Linked DNA regions of Mus musculus: region 2 is linked to region 1. Evidence: chromatin contacts called from public Hi-C data. All regions are on one chromosome and are shown on one strand. Each heading gives the region's core, a stretch centred on a gene start, on an enhancer-like site or on the middle of the called end of the contact. The rest is flanking DNA. Distances are from core to core; before and after follow the strand shown. Region 1 has its middle 14 kb from the start of Rab21. Region 2 has its middle 28 kb from the start of 4930422I22Rik.

What was found. A called contact is a pair of places that touch in the nucleus more often than the background predicts.
Region 2: a contact with region 1 is called in a Hi-C map of uterus, with 4 times the contacts expected there. The contact joins two enhancer-like sites. A contact is called at or near these places in 6 of 39 promoter capture datasets (the 3T3-L1 cell line, the C10 cell line, embryonic stem cells and 2 more) and 1 of 484 Hi-C or Micro-C datasets (uterus).

Annotation. Positions count from the first base shown.
Region 1 is chr10:115,325,129-115,333,053 of GRCm38.p6, reverse strand. No RefSeq gene overlaps it. Among named protein-coding and RNA genes, the nearest start is that of Rab21, 14 kb to the right of the region's middle. Within about 2 kb of position 4,368, at least 114 of the 459 cell types and tissues checked have an H3K27ac peak or open chromatin away from gene starts, as enhancers often do. A contact at or near this core is called in uterus, where this site is marked.
Region 2 is chr10:115,893,223-115,901,147 of GRCm38.p6, reverse strand. No RefSeq gene overlaps it. Among named protein-coding and RNA genes, the nearest start is that of 4930422I22Rik, 28 kb to the right of the region's middle. Within about 2 kb of position 3,622, at least 28 of the 459 cell types and tissues checked have an H3K27ac peak or open chromatin away from gene starts, as enhancers often do. A contact at or near this core is called in uterus, where this site is marked.

The DNA of each region.
Region 1 (7,925 bases), core at 3,119-5,618:
AATTTTGAGGAAATGTAGGTGTTTTCTTAATCATGGGCCCTCTCAAGAGGGTAATTCTACACTGAGGCTCAGAATGGGTCAGTTACAGTGACTTCTGCCCAGAGTTTCTCCCTGAAAACTATAATTCTATCACGTCTCTTTCCAATTTTCCGGGCAGTAATTTGTTCCATGACATCAGCTTTTGGACAGATCTAAAAAAAAGAGTCTTCAGTTTAAACTTTTGCTTTGTGTGGTTTGGGTTGGGATGGGTTTGTCTGTTTGAGACAGGATCTCATGTAATTCGGTCTGATCTCAGACTACTTATGTAGCATGGGGGTGACCCTGAACTCTGATCCAGTTCCCAAATTCTGGGATTACAGGCATGTGCCACATGCGCAGATAAATTTTCAGTGTGTCTGGCTTTATCCTCGTTCCAAGGATGGAAGTGATGACTTCTAAGTCACATGTCAGACAGGGAGTCATCAGGGTGGTTTTAATGCTGATGTTACCATTTATGAACTTTGTGGTAGTGTGAGCCTCAGGGTTGGTGTGAGTCAGACTCTTAGTCTAGCGTAGGAACCAGGGTGGAGGCGGCTGTGTTTCTTTGGTGAGGACCTGGGCATGTTACAAACCGTAGTGTAACCTAGAGCAGGCATGAGCAACCCTTCTCAGGAAAGTTAACCCGAACCTGTGCTTCCTTGGTCCTTTGCCACTTGAAAGCTAACTCAGTTCAGTTTCTAATATCTTCTGTGCTCGGCCATTTCCTGTTACTAATAGCACAACAACACACTGGCTGGATTCTAAGCAAGAGGAGTTTATTTGGCTCATGCTTCTATTTTGGTTCATTGTTCTGGATTGGTCACATCTGCCTTCTTGCTGGCAGAGTCCTGAGGAAGAGGCCTAGGTGGAAAGAGTTTGAGCGAGCTGTGTATGTATATGTGTATGCATATGTATATGTGTATGTGTATGTGTATGTGTAGTGTATGTGTATGTGTATGTGTATGTGTATGTGTATGTGTATGTGTATGTGTATGTGTATGTATATGTATATGTATATGTGTATCTTTCTGTCTCTCCTCTGTTTTATCAGCCACCAGGATCGTTTGTTTTTCTCCCTCTTCTGCACCTCCCAAAGGGCGTTCTTAACTAAACAGTCTAGTCAGACTAAGTTCCCTAGTACCTCACAATAGGGATTATATTTTACCTGATAAAGTCCTGGGCGACAAACTTCTACTATAGCCAAAGCTTCCAACTCCTAATGTTCATTTTATATAACTATGCAGTTAAAGTCATTGGTCCCTGTGATAATTGTATTAAACCTTTGTTTCTCTTACATATCGGTATTACCTTCTTTACCTTCTTGTTTTATATCTATGGTAGCAAAGAATTTAATACTAGAAAGTTCACTGGGCTGGAAAATGGAAGAAATTAGTCTAAACTCTTTCTCACCCCATTATTAATTACGTGGATAATTTTAAGCAAAGCAGTCAGCTACCAATTTCCTTATCAATAGCACAACAATCTGGACCAGATATCAAAAACTCTTTGTTATATATATATATATATATATATATATATATATGTATGTATGTATGTATGTATGTATGTATGTATGTATATATTTGTCTTGTTTTTGAAACCATTTCACTATGTAGCCCAGGCTGAACTAGAACTCCCTCTGCATCCTGAGTGCTGAGACTAAAGGTGTTGTGTGCTATCATGCCCAGCTAAATTTCAATCTCTTAATCTCTAGTCAAAATTAATGCTTAACAGTTTTTGTAATCTGGATGTAGGTCATAATTAGACATACGACATGGAGACAAGAAAAATAAAGGAAGTTTGTAAATTAGTAGGAGCTATCACACAATTAAGTAACGACATGTTTTGATAGAAACCCTGGGGTTAGCTATGATGGTCTGGATGGGAATGCCCCATCCATAGACTCCAGGATTTGAATGCTCTGCTCCTAGCTGATGGCCCTGTTGAGAAGGGTTGGGAGACACAGCCTTTGGCAGAAGTGTGTCAGTGAAAGTGGGCTCGGAGATGCTTTCTCTGCTTTCTGTTTTGGCTCAAGGTGTGAACCAGTTCCTGCAGCAACGCTTCCTGCTCCGTGCCAGGCAGCCCAGCTACGACAGACTCTTAGCCCTCTGGAACCCAAAGCCGAATAAACTCTTCATCCCATGAGTCGCTTTGATCATGGGATCTGATGCTATTTGAAAGTTATGAGTGAGAGAGAGTAGGCAAAAGGCAAGTGTGGGCTTGGGAATAGAGAAGAACGGGCAACCAAGATCCCCATCCTGTTAGGGGAACACTGAGTCTACAAAGCAGGAGAGAAGGTGGGGCACAAAGGCCAGAGTCCCAGGAGGCAAAGACCAGGTCCCCAATGAGCCTTCCTTGACTATCAGGCTTTCCAGGTCTATCTCAGAGCAACAGGAATTTACTGGAAGTTTTTTTTTTTTAATCAATTTCCTTGAACCTGAGATATAGCTCCCCTCTTTAGTATTCTCTTTAATATCTGTTCTGCAGAAGAGTGTGCCTGGGGGTGGGGTCGGGAGATCAAAGGGCAGTGGCTAATGTAGCACTAGACCAATCTGCAGGGTCATGATCAGGTTGGGGCTGCAGCAATGGCCTTCAGGACTGCCAAGGGAGTTTGGAGCTCTTACCGCCTGTTCTTCCCATTGAGAGGTTTGACCTCACTGGTGGAATAGAATGTGTGTGTGTGTGTGTGTGTGTGTGTGTGTGTGTGAGTGTGTGTAGAGAGATTCAGACGGGCAGCTGTGGTGGAGTTAGAGGCAAGCTAAACTCAGGTTGTAACAGGTATCAATCCACTACATAGACTTCCATTTTTTAGAAAAAGATTTATCTGTTTATTTTATGTATATGAGTAAGTACACTGTAGTTGTAAGGATGGTTCTGAGCCTTCATGTGGTTGTTAGGAATTGAATTTAGGACCTCTGCTCACTCCAGTGGGCCCTGCTCGCTCCAGTCAACCCCGGTCCCTCAGTCCCTGCTTGATCCGGCCCAAAGATATATTTATTATTATAAATAAGTACACTGTTGCTGCCTTCAGATGCACCAGAAGAGGGCGTCAGATCTCATTACGGGTGATTGTGAGCCACCATGTGGTTGCTGGGATTTGAGCTCAGGACCTTCAGAAGAGCAGTCAGTGCTCTTACTCCCCTGAGGCATCTCACCAGTCCTAGACTTCCATTTTTAAGAGGGAATTTTAAGAAGCAAATACAATTCCTAGGAAGTGTTTTCTATATGTAATTACTATATAACCTACAATGATCCTTGGGAAGGAAACTGATATGGGACTTTGGTTTGCTCAAGGCTCACATCACTATTTTTTTTAAAGATTTATTTATTTTATGTATATGAGTACACACTGTAGTTGTACAGATGGTTGTGAGCCTTCATGTGATTGTTGGGAATTGAATTTAGGACCTCTGCTTGCTCTGGCCAACCCCACTTGCTCCGGCCCAAAGATTTATTTATTATTATAAGTTCACTGTAGCTGTCTTCAAATGCACCAGAAGAGGGCATCAGATCTCATTATGGGTGGTTGTGAGCCACCATGTGGTTGCTGGGATTTGAACTCAGTATCTTTGGAAGAGCAGTCAGTGCTCTTACCCCCCCTGAGCCATCTCACCAGCCCTCACCTCACTATTGAACAGAAGAGCTGGAGTTTGAACTCTGGGGATCAGGCTCCAAGGCCATCCTCCTCAGACGCTTCAGTGCAAACCCTCTGCTTGTACCATTAGAGGGATGCAACAACCAGAACATTGACAAAAAAAAAAAAAAAAAAAAAAAAAAAAAAAAAAAAAAAAAAAAAAAAAAAGCAAAACAAAACTAAAACAAAACAAAATAAAAAGCAAAACAAAAAGCAAAACAAAACCAAAAACTTATTGCACTCTCCAGGACCTTCAAAAAGACAAACCTGAATCCTAATTTAAGACGAGAAAGAGGAGGAGGAGGAAGAAGAAGAAGAAAAAGATTCCAATAATTGAAGATAATCCGTATAGTAAGAGCAGGAAGAAAAATTATAAACAAAATAACCCTTCCTCAATAAGAATAACTTGAAGATCTTTGATTAAAATGTTATTAAAACCCAAAGTTCTATAAAGACAAATTGCTAGAAACATAAAAAACAATCCTCAGCTTAATGTGGGGATTGGCCAAAATGACAAAGCCGTTGATCACTGTTGTGGCTTCAGAAGAACTTTCCAGAACAGACTGTTTTTTGTTCCTCCTTCCTCAGAAAACATGATGTCCCTCAAAAATGTTCCTCAGTGAGTCAGAAATGTGGACCGCAGAGCTGGCTTCCTTTCAGGGTTCTCCAGTGGCAGCCCAGCTGGGACACACAGAAGTGAGACTCTGCTCGCCCCAGGGCAGCTTTTCTGGGCCACAGGAAACCATTTTACAGTATTTCCTATGCTTTCGTCTGCAGCTGCCTATGGTGTGAGCAGTGAATCTGTTTCTTCTAACTTGCCACGTTGATGTGTTCTCTCACCAGACTAAGGTCATTGATAAAAGCACAGCCAAGGGTGCGGTACTCAGAGGGTTTCTGAGCGCTGTTTGAAGGGGTTACGTAGCTATGATCTTGGTTATCCCTAGCCAGTGGGAGCCCCGCTTTGGATTAGTTATTAGTGACTCTGCTTCATAAAAGTGGTACAAAGAACAGGATGTAATCTGACAGTACCCTGGTACCTGTGTGAAGCAGGAAGGCGGGATTATCGCAGGGTGGAGACATCAGGGACAGGAGTCCTGGAGATATTTGATGGGGAAGAAAGAGTGGTAAGTGGACCATAGTTAACACACCCATGACTTCTACAGGTTTGTGTCTTCTGCTTACACAGGTGGAGCAACAAGAGTGAAGTGTAGAGCAGAGGAACGGTCCTCTTTGTTGGGAATGTACACGGGCAACTCCCTCACCAGGGTAGAGAGCTCAAGAAGGGGCCATTCAAGTGGAACGTCCCGCATAGACGAAGAAAAAGAGATTCTCAAGTGGTACCTGCGCATCTAGGAGGGAAACAGAGGTACAATGTGAGCCTGCACCGAAAGGGATGCTTAAGATCTAAGGACAGGAGCCGGGCGTGGTGGCACACGCCTTTAATCCCAGCACTTGGGAGACAGAGGCAGGGGGATTTTTGAGTTCGAGGCCAGCCTGGTCTACAAAGTGAGTTCCAGGACAGCCAGGGCTATACAGAGAAACCATGTCTCGAAAAAAAAAAAAAATCTAAGGACAGATATAAGCCAATACCAGGAAATAGCACGCCCGCTATTCTGGGTATCTCGGAGAGTTTAGGAGGAAGGGCAGGATATTTTGCTGTCCTGAAAGGAATGGCGCAGTTAAGGATGGGACCAACATCTCCCAGTTCCCACAGACCGCCCCAGCACTGTGCTTCTGTCACAATGAATGAAGAAAAGTAAGCCAGCGGTGTCTGGAAGCACGATGGGCCATAGTGCTTCTGAGGTTTATCAGCCTGGGAGGGGGAGGGGCTGTGGGGGCTGGCTAGGAGGAATTGGGGGGCTGCCGGGGTAGCTAGGGGGTGCTTGAGAGGTGGCTGGGGGTCTGGGGAGGCTTTTAGTTATTTCTGGTGCTGTCGACAGTGCTTCCCACCGCTGACTATTAAACATGTTGATCTCTTGGCTTCTCTGTCCTATTGCTTTACCATCCGTTTGTTTTGTTTTGTTTTGTTTTGTTTTCCTAAATGTGTGTATATGTTAGGTTATTTTATTTTTGTGTGTGTACATGGTTTTTTGTTTTGTTTTGTTTTGTTTTGAGGGTCTTTTTGTTTGTTTGTTTGTTTGTTTGTTTGTTTGATTTGTGTGTACATGTGTGGGTGCCTGGCGCCTGCAGGTGTTAGAAGAAAGTGTCAGATCCCCTAGAGCTAGTGTTTCAAGTGGTGGTGAGGCACCATGTGAGTGCTGGAAACCCAGTTCCTCTGCAAGAACGGCAAATGCTCGACCTCTGAGCCATCTCCCCAGCCCTAAACTTACTTCAGTTTTTATTACTCGTGTGTGTGTGTGTGTGTGTGTGTGTGTGTGTGTGTGTGTGTGTGTGTGTGAGGAGTTGTGAGGTGGGAGAGGGAGAAGAGAGAGTCACACACTGCAGTTTGACTTTCCAGAATTAGCTCTCTTTCCACAGTGGGTTCCAGGAACTGAGTTCAGGGCATCAGGCTGTCGAAGCTTGTGCTTTTACGTCCTGAGCCATCTCTCCAGTTTCCTGGTTCTGATCTTTTAACGAGACTTTTCATTGACTTTTAGGTCTGTGTGTCTGTATCCCAGTGGGGTCAGAAATCGTTCTCTCCTTCTGCTATGTGAGTCCTGGGGAACTCAGGTCATTAGGCTTGGTGGCAAGTACCTTCACCTACTGAGCCATATTACTGTCCCCAGAATATTCTTTTATTTCTTTAAATCAATACTGTTAAAGCCAGGTGGTGGTGGTGGGCCATAATCTCAGCACTTGGGAGGCAGAGGCAGGTGGATTTCTGAGTTCGAGGCCAGCCTGGTCTACAGAGTGAGTTCCAGGACAGCCAGGGCTACACAGAGAAACCCTGTCTCAAAAAACAAACAAACAAAAAAAAACAAAAACAAAAACAAAAACAAAATTGTCCGTATGGGTTGGGGAGATGGCTCAGCCGTTAAGAGGACCAACCGCTCTTCCAGAGGTCCTGAGTTCAATTCCCAGCAACCACATGGTGGCTCACAACTATCTGTAATGGACGGAAAGTTTGCCTTGATTGAACTTGATCTGAAGCCCCTTCAGAGGCTGGGTTGTTTTTTAGTGTTTGTAGTTGGGGGCAGGGGTAGGGGTGGGAGCTAGGGGTGGAAATGGGGGTGGGAGCTAATGCCCAGGGTTAGTCATTACCCTTCATGTGTAAAATCAACAGCTCCCGGATTCTTTTATCAGGTTGATTCGGGGTCGCAGTCTCTGATACTCTTGACCTTGGGGAGCAGCGTCTGAAAACAGGCGAGGAACGCCTCCTTCAGGAGTGTGAAGGCAGTAAGACTGTCCTGATGCTGTCAGGCCCGGCGTTGAATGATGCTCTCCTAATGGAAACCACACTGGGGATAGTTTTATAAGGCCATAAAGAAGGCAAGTTAGCTCGTTTCCTCCCCTGACTCCCGAACACAGAGCATCCCGAGGGGCTCCACTGGAGAAGAGAAGGATGGTGTAGTTTTTAGCTGAGCTTAATTTCGTTTTCATTCAGCTACAATAAATAACATAGCACATAAAACTCTGTGTCTTTGGGAGCGTATTTGTCTGAAAAAACAACAACAAATAATACGGCCATTATCAGTAAATGGCTCTCAATTATTTATTGGTTTAACGAGCTATTTTTGATGCCTACAGTATGCAGAAGGTACTATCGTAGATGCTAGTTATCAAGAATAAGGAAGAATCCACCTCTTGGTGCTGTTTAGGATGTGCAAGCAGACATACCTCTTACCTTGGTCCATTTCTACAGCTCTAATGAATGACTTTCTCTTCATGGCCTAAGGCACAGATTGTCTGTTTTACAGTGGCTGAAGCTGCAGTATAGGAAGACTGCATGCCATTCTGGGAAACCCACAGAAACATCATTTTTCTGGCTCCGAGGGGCTATCCACACACCTTGCTTCATGGTTCCCCTCCTATAGCATCCATACCTGCTGCGATGGACCACACTGCCTTCGCCTTTCCCTCGCTTTCGTCCCTGACATCTCCGGTTCTCACCTCCTCCTCCCGGAGCGGGTCGGGCACTCAGGAGGCAGAGGTAGGCAGATGTGTGAGTTCAAGGCCAGCCTGGTCTACAGAGTGAGTTCCAGGACCACCAGGGCTACCCAGAGAAACTCTGTCTCGAAAAACCAACAAGAAACCAGCAAGCCCGAGTGGTAGCATGTCCCCATAATTCCAGCATGGGGAAGCCAGGGACAGGAGGACGTCCCCCTCCCCCCAG
Region 2 (7,925 bases), core at 2,373-4,872, 570 kb before region 1:
CCGTTCTTCTCAGATGCATTTCTATTTTTTAATGGCAAGTGTTTCATTAAATCATCTGGCTGTCTCACGTCACTGTCCTACTCCTTCACCTAAACAAAACATTGATTTCCTTGAAGGTCCAAGTGAAGCTATGAAGAAATCTAAATATGTTGTATCGTGTAGAGTGCTATCTTATAACCACTTTTTTTTGCATATAGTCAAAACACCCTTCCGAAGAATTCTGCTACAGACATCTTTCTCTTAGGGATGTTTCTGTTTGCTTGTTCATTTGTTTTTCTGCCTCATATGAAACTAAAGTTACCTTCATCTCTTTTCTAGGAATGGAACTGTTTTTTTTCAAGATTTTAACATTTATGGTATTAAGCACCGTGTCTTATGGAAATAGCTTATCACAAAATTGTACCATTATATTGTGTTGGGGGCAAAGGATAACACTAAATACACAATGCCAATAATCTACCTCTTGTCTCCTTGCTGTCTTCACTTGCTGCATGAAGTGTCAGAGTTAACAGACTGGCATACAGTGGCCCAGCCCCTCCTGTGTTCATGCATGTTTTCTCTGAACCACTGCCTTTGTACCATGAACACGAACACAGGGATCCCTCAATGCCTGTCTCCTAACCTTATTATCACCAGGGCTATTGCATCCATTATGAATAACTCCAAGAATTTTCCTAATAAATGAATTCCTCATTGTGTTGGGAACTGATAGCTATTCATTAAATGTATTCCTTTATCCTCTGCTATGCTAGTGGCTTAGTTAAGGGCTCAACCCTCTGCTTTCAGTTAGGTTTTCTGTAGTTACAGATGCTTGACTCTTAGTCTGCATCTCCATCTCTGAAACCCAGCATCCTTCTGAGTTTACGAATGTCCATTCAGATATTCCTACCAACTGTTTGAGGTATCTTCAAAGCTTTCTTCCTTCTCTGTACCCAGCATCTGCACTCTCTTGTTCATTAGAAAAACACCTCGCCCACACTTTCAGTCTTATGTTTTGAGTATACCCAAATTTGTCTGAGCTCCAGGCAACTGGCCCATGGCCCAAGCCTCACCAATCAGTCCACTCCAATTAGACTAGAAAAACAATTATTTCAAGAATTGGCCTTTTTTTTAATTTTTATTTTTTCCAAAATTGATCTAGCAAGAGGAAGCTCCCAGAGTGTTGCTGGAAATGTGCTGTAATTCACGGATACTGTTCTCTGGGTGGTGGCCTATAAACATGCAGGGACAGATGGTTATCTTTGCCAAAACATAAATAGAAACACACACAGACACAAACACACACACACACACACAAACACACACAGAGGTAACTGAATATTTTGGAAGAGGGATCTAAGAGTTTGTAAGAGCCAGAGGTTGGGAAGAACCAGACAGAAACATTGTCTGCTAGACATGGCATGGCTGCTCCACTTATGAACTCGCAGCAGCTGCAGTTGTCTGAAGACAAGCTGCATAAGACCAAGCCCGCCAATATTCAAGCTTGGGTGAAGATATCAACCTATTTGTTTCACAGTCATTTTTTTTTTCAGGATGCCTTCAAAGTAAGACAGAGATGCCCTATGAAATGGCATCCTGGGACCTGGATCTGTTGTGTAGCAATGCTGAAACATTCCATGCTTCAGGAGAGCTCTTTAATGCAGGGAAACTTAAACAACTCAAATAGCTACAGGAAGTTCCCAAAACTGATCAGGTTCACCAGTGCCCTCCCACACAAGACTATATAAGCAGTGAAGACTGCTGAGAGTTGGTCAGTTTCAGAGAAGTTTAGCTGCTCAAAAGACATAGAAACCAGTTAACTGCCTCCAGCCTATTGAGCTCCCTGGAGGTGTGCAGTGTTCCAGGTTCTCAGGTTTTGTGAGTTGTCACCCATGCAGGGGAGAGCTTTGCTGATGCAGCTGTCTTTGAGTCATTTCTGCTTCTGTAAGTAACCCCTCACGCATACTTCTGTAAGGAACACCAATAAAATTCATTGGTTCTCTGAGTTGAACTTTGGTGGTATTCATCCTTTGGTCTGCATCAGCTTCCTATCTGAGGTGAATAGATGTTGGTACATGTCTCCCCAGGAATAGTGTCTCATAACGAGGCTGTTCTGTGTTTCCATTAATCTCACAAAGACAGGAAATCTAAAACAAAATCTAAGTACAGTCGATTTCACCCACCTCATAGTAGATGAGTAGCTGTATCTAAACTGCAGACAGGGTCAGCTGCCTCTCACCTGGTCTCTGGGCTGCATTTGCCTGAGTCTCACTGAAGTTTCTAATCTGCTGGGGATGACAGCAGGATTTGATAGTGCTTGGTTTTTATAAGCACGGTGTCTAAAGCTAAGCCACTTATCTCATCTGAGGCTCATCCTATGAAACGCTGACCCAACCTTCACCCATGTAAAACAAAGAACCCATGATCGGTGATTACTGAGAAATGTTATCAGTGATGTCACGCCTTCCTAGGGCTCTGGCAACAATGGTCACCTTAGTCACCAATGCTAGCTTATAGTGGGGGGATCATCAGTCTCCATTTCTGACTGAGGAACTGTGGACAGTTGATGGCTTCTGGTGGGGAGGGCAAGTCAGTTTTCTTTAAAGGTATTGCTCTTGGTGGGTAGATGGGCTCCCACTGATATATATATATATATATATATATATATATATACATATATATATATATATATATATATATATATATATATATATATATATATATATATATATATATACCATACATTGGACTTGATGCATTATTAGGCAGACAAACAAATAGATAATGAGGACATAAGTTGAGACTGAAGGTAGATGGGTAAGAATAGATCTTAGAGGAAGGCTGTATATGACCAAAACACATTGTATGAACTGTGCAAAGAATTAATAAAAATATACTTTTAAATAAAAAGAATAATTTAAAGCAGAGGGAAGTAGAAGTGACGCAAAATAATAGAGACAAATTCCTGGTAGACTATTTAGTCTGCATCTATCTAGTAATAACTTTTCCTTTGCAGTCAAGTGAACCAATAAACTCCCATTTGTATTAGTTTAAACAAATTCCTGTGAGTGCTGAATGGTGTATGCCTTCTACCAATGTAGCTTCATATCTCTGGATTTATCTTATTTGATACAGATACCACATTCTACCTTGTTTTATCCGTTCCCCCAAACATTTAAGTTCTATGTGTGTGTCTTTTATTTTTTTAATTTTATTTTTTTTTGGGTTCCTTAGCAGAGTGCCTAGTACTTAATAAATACTGAAAGACTCGAAGCATCCTCTATGGTGCCCAGGGGACTGGCTAAGAAAGGTGAAGACATCGTTCTTTTCCATGAGGAGTTTATAAATTACTGTTAATTATTCCCAGATGGGGGTGTATTCATCGTCATTCCTCAGCTCCAGCTATGAATTTGAAGACCCGTTAATTATGCCTCCATCAGATGGTTCTGCAGCTAGGTCCATCCACCTTTCCCTCCTGGCTATGCCACTGTATCTCTGGACGCTGGCTTGCCCACTTGGCTGAACTGTCTTCAAATAGCCTTCCTTCACATGCGATTAATCCGTCTGCATGAGAGCAGTGCTTCAGGGGGAAGGAGTGAAAGGGCAGGAGGAAGGAAAATGGGGGAAAGTGAAACCACACGAAATGGGCACGGACCCAAAGACATTTCTGAAGTCTGTGGTGAAATTCTCTTCTGGCACCGCTACATAACAATAGCACATCATTTTCATTAACTTGAACAAACAAAACCAAACAGAGATTAAAAACCAGTACAGATGTGATATAACTTTCCACTCCTAGCATAGACTCAGCAGCCGTGTGGAACCACTTCCCTTAACAAGGCAGGCCATGTTCTCTCAGTCTGTCCCAGGACAAATAGCACATGGGGCTGGGAGACAGCCACCCGTTCTCAGCTCTGGACAGCATCACTTGCTCTCTCCACAATCCTCTTTCCTGAAGACTGATGGGACCCTCACATTCTCCCCTCTACCCTTTGCCTCCCCATTCTTTTTCTTACTGCCCTTAATGATGCACCTCATACCTAGAACCATCTTGGGTCCTTTGATGCCAGACACCATAATCCCCTTCCTCTCATATGGAAGCCTCTTTGCACTGAGACATCCAAGGCTGATGTCACTGCAGAGCTGCCTTGCACAACCTGAGGGACTTTATCATTATCTCATGAATCACAACCATCTGAATTCCATTTCCTTGGATGGAGGCCCTGTCTGGTGTGTGCTCTGCACAGCTCCACCCAAAGGGATGGCACTCAATAAATAACAAGTTGTGATGATAACAATACTGTGAATATATACTCCAGAAATATGTCACAAAGAATGGATGACTGTTAGCTGTCTGGCCTCCAATGGACTTTCTCCTGGGGGAGTCTCACATGCTATACATCAGTGGTTTCCCAGTTGTGAGAGGTAGCAGAAAGTCCTCATGGAATTTGGGACAAAGGGAGAACAGAATAACAACAACAACAACATGCTGCAAGGAACTTTAGGATTGCCCTTAGTGAGGAAAATGAGATGCAGTAAGACCCACACCGAAATGCCAAAAGCTCTTAAGGATACTCTTCCAGAAGATGTTAGCTCTGACATTGAGCAGGCAGGGTCTGTGAATTTTTAAGATCTGTTTCTTTAATACAAAATGAGAATAGCCTGTTCTCCCTCATTTATAGGACTGGATGAGAATCAAATAATAGAAGAGCTGTGGCAGCAAGCAGCTCACACATGATTGTGTAATCACCTGCCAGGCGCTATTGGTGAAACATATGTGAACTAAGTTAACCATCAAACAGCCCTAGAAATTGGCTCCTCTAGTGGGTGGGTGTGTGTGTGTGTGTGTGTGTGTGTGTGTGTGTGTTTGGGAAAGGGTCACCTGCTGTCATGTGTGCAGGTGCATTTGAGTACATGTGCTTGCAAAGATGAGAAGTTAACTTCAGATGTTCAGATGTAGTCACCCACCTTGGATTTTGCTGGTAGCGGAGGTGGTGGTGGTGTTGGTGGTTTGCACTTTTCTGTTCTTTTTTAAAAGCAAGAATAATGTCCTTCACTGAGACCAGAAACCTAACAATTCAAACAGGCTAGCTAGCTAACCAGCCACAGGGGTCCTTCTGTCCCAGCAACTCCAGAGATGGGGATGAAACACAGGTCGTAGTGCCTAACAGCAAGCACTTTGCCACCTGAGCCATCTGCTCAATGCCTAGCTATTGTTTTTTACTTGTACGTGTATGTGTGTGTGTGTGTGGGGGGGGGGGTGATGGAGGCAGGGCTCAGAGAAGTCTACTTATTATTCCAGTTTTTCAAAACTATTATTAAACCAGTGAAATAGTAGCTCAGTGAAGAAGCAACATTTTAACATAGAGGTCACTCATGACCTGCTATCCAATCTAGGAGCATAGTAGAAGCGAGCAATATAAATCAAGAAATGTTTGATATTGTATTATATACTATGGAAATCTGAAGGATCATCAGAAATAGCCAACAGTATATAAATAATAATTTATAATAGCATAAAAATAAACTGATGGTTTTGTACCAGCCTGTAAAATACTGTTCGTATGTGGCTATCTCAATAGGCAAAAGATATGGCCATTTTGGGCTCTATCTTCAAGCGATTAAATCTCACTGGTCTGCTTTGGGCCTGAGAGAAACTTCTGTATGCCAGAGCATTTTCCAAAACTCGTCCTATAAATATTAGTTGATATTTCATATTTCCACAAAGGTAGAGGGATACTGTTGAAAATAGTAACTCAGAGCCAGGCGTGGTGGCGCACACCTTTAATCCCAGCACTCGGGAGGCAGGGGCAGGCAGATTTCTGAGTTCGAGGCCAGCCTGGTCTACAAAGTGAGTTCCAGGACAGCCAGGACTATACAGAGAAACCCTGTCTCGAAAAACCAAAAAAAAAAAAAAAAAAAAAAAAAGAAAGAAAGAAAGAAAGAAAATAGTAACTCAGAATTCCTGACGGTGGACACCAGAGCTCCTTGAGATACTTTTCTTTATTTAGTCCAATTCAAAATGAAGGAATCAACATGCTTATATCAGAGTCAATTTTTTCAGGAAAGCCTCAAAGTAAGACAGAGATGCCCTATGAAATGGCATCCTGGGACCTGGATCTGTTGTGTAGCAATGCTGAAACATTCCATGCTGCAGGAGAACTCTTTAATGCAGGGAAACTTAAACAATTCAAATAGCTACAGGAAGTTCCCAAAACTGATGAGGTTCACCAGTGCCCTCCCACACAAGACTATATAAGCAGTGAAGACTGCTGAGAGTCAGTTTAAAACAAGGTTAGCTGACCTAAAGAAATAGAGACCAGTTAACTGCCTCCAGCCTATTGAGCTCCCTGGAGGTGTACAGTGTTCCAGGTTCCCAGATGTTGTGAGCTGTCATCCATGCAGGGGTGATCTTTGCTGATGCAGCTGTCCTTTGAGTCATTTCTGCTTCTGTAAGTAACCCCTCACCCATACTTCTGTAAGGAACACCAATAAAACTCATTGGTTCTCTGAGTTGGACTTTGGTGGTATTCATCCTTTGGTCTGCATCAGCTCCCTATCTGAGGTGAATAGATGTTGGTACATGTCTCCTCAGGAATAGTGTCTCATAACGAGGCTGTTCTGTGTTTCCATTAATCTCACAAAGACAGGAAAACTAAAACAAAATCTAAGTACAGTCGATTTCACCCACCTCATAGTAGATGAGTAGCTGTACCTAAACTGCAGACAGGGTCAGCTGCCCCTCACCTGGTCTCTGGGCTGCATTTGCCCGAGTCTCACTGAAGTTTCTAACCTGCTGGGGATGACAGCAGGATTTGATAGTGCTTGGTTTTTATAAGCATGGTGTCTAAAGCTAAGCCACTTATCTCATCTGAGGCTCATCCTATGAAACGCTGACCCAACCTTCACCCATGTAAAACAAAGAACCCATTATCGGTGATTACTGAAGAATGTTATCAGTGATGTCACGCCTTCCTAGGGCTCTGGGAGGAACTTCATCTGTGAACAATGGTCACATTAGTCACCTATGCTAGATTATAACTGCCAGTGAAATGCCCATTTCCAGTGGGTGGACAGCCGATGAATTTAAGGTCTTCCTTCTTTATCTCCTATACAACACAATCTGCCGTCCATAATAACCCCTGTTATAATCATATTCTATTCTAGATACATAATGTGAAGAAGACTCATTGATTTCAATTAATTTAAATCCTACAGGGATCAAATGGAAAAAATATGCAAAGACAGATATCATTGTTTCAATTTCTGATAAATGCTACTTAGAAATTAAACGTCACGTTTCATTAGTTACAAACTGTGATTTCTTTTTTCAGATTTCAGTGTTTAGAGAAGCATCCCACAGCCCAATGGCAACTTTTGCCTGATTTCAATTTTAACAGCATCCTCTCCTTTCCTTCTGGCACATAAAGTGAAGATGCTTTTAAAAACTGATGGCAGCTTCGATTTGTAGAAAAGGCTGCAGAATGGGCGAGGCACTGGCCACTGCCTCTACACGTTCCATTTCTGACATCCATTATCGAAGGTAAATTAATAATGACTATTTCCAGAGCTAACAAATAAGCTGTTTCCCATAATACTGAAGAAATGTCATTCTTAAGATGAGAAGGGAATTCACTTCAGTTTTTCTTTCACTTCTTCAAGCTCTTCTTTCCAACTTGTGATAAATTTCCATTCATTGTGTTTTTTTCTAAAAAAAAATTAACATTGTCTCTTCTCTCTCTGTCTCTGTCTCACACACACACATACACACACACACACACACACACACACACACACACACACACACCATGTTAGAAGACGATTTTCCCGTATGTTTTTAGTTTCACTTGTTAGTTTCCTCTTTCAAATACCGTATTTCATGCATTCCTTTCTTGCCTTGACTGCTCTCTTCCTCACAAACCTGAGCACAGATCTTAGTTGTCTCT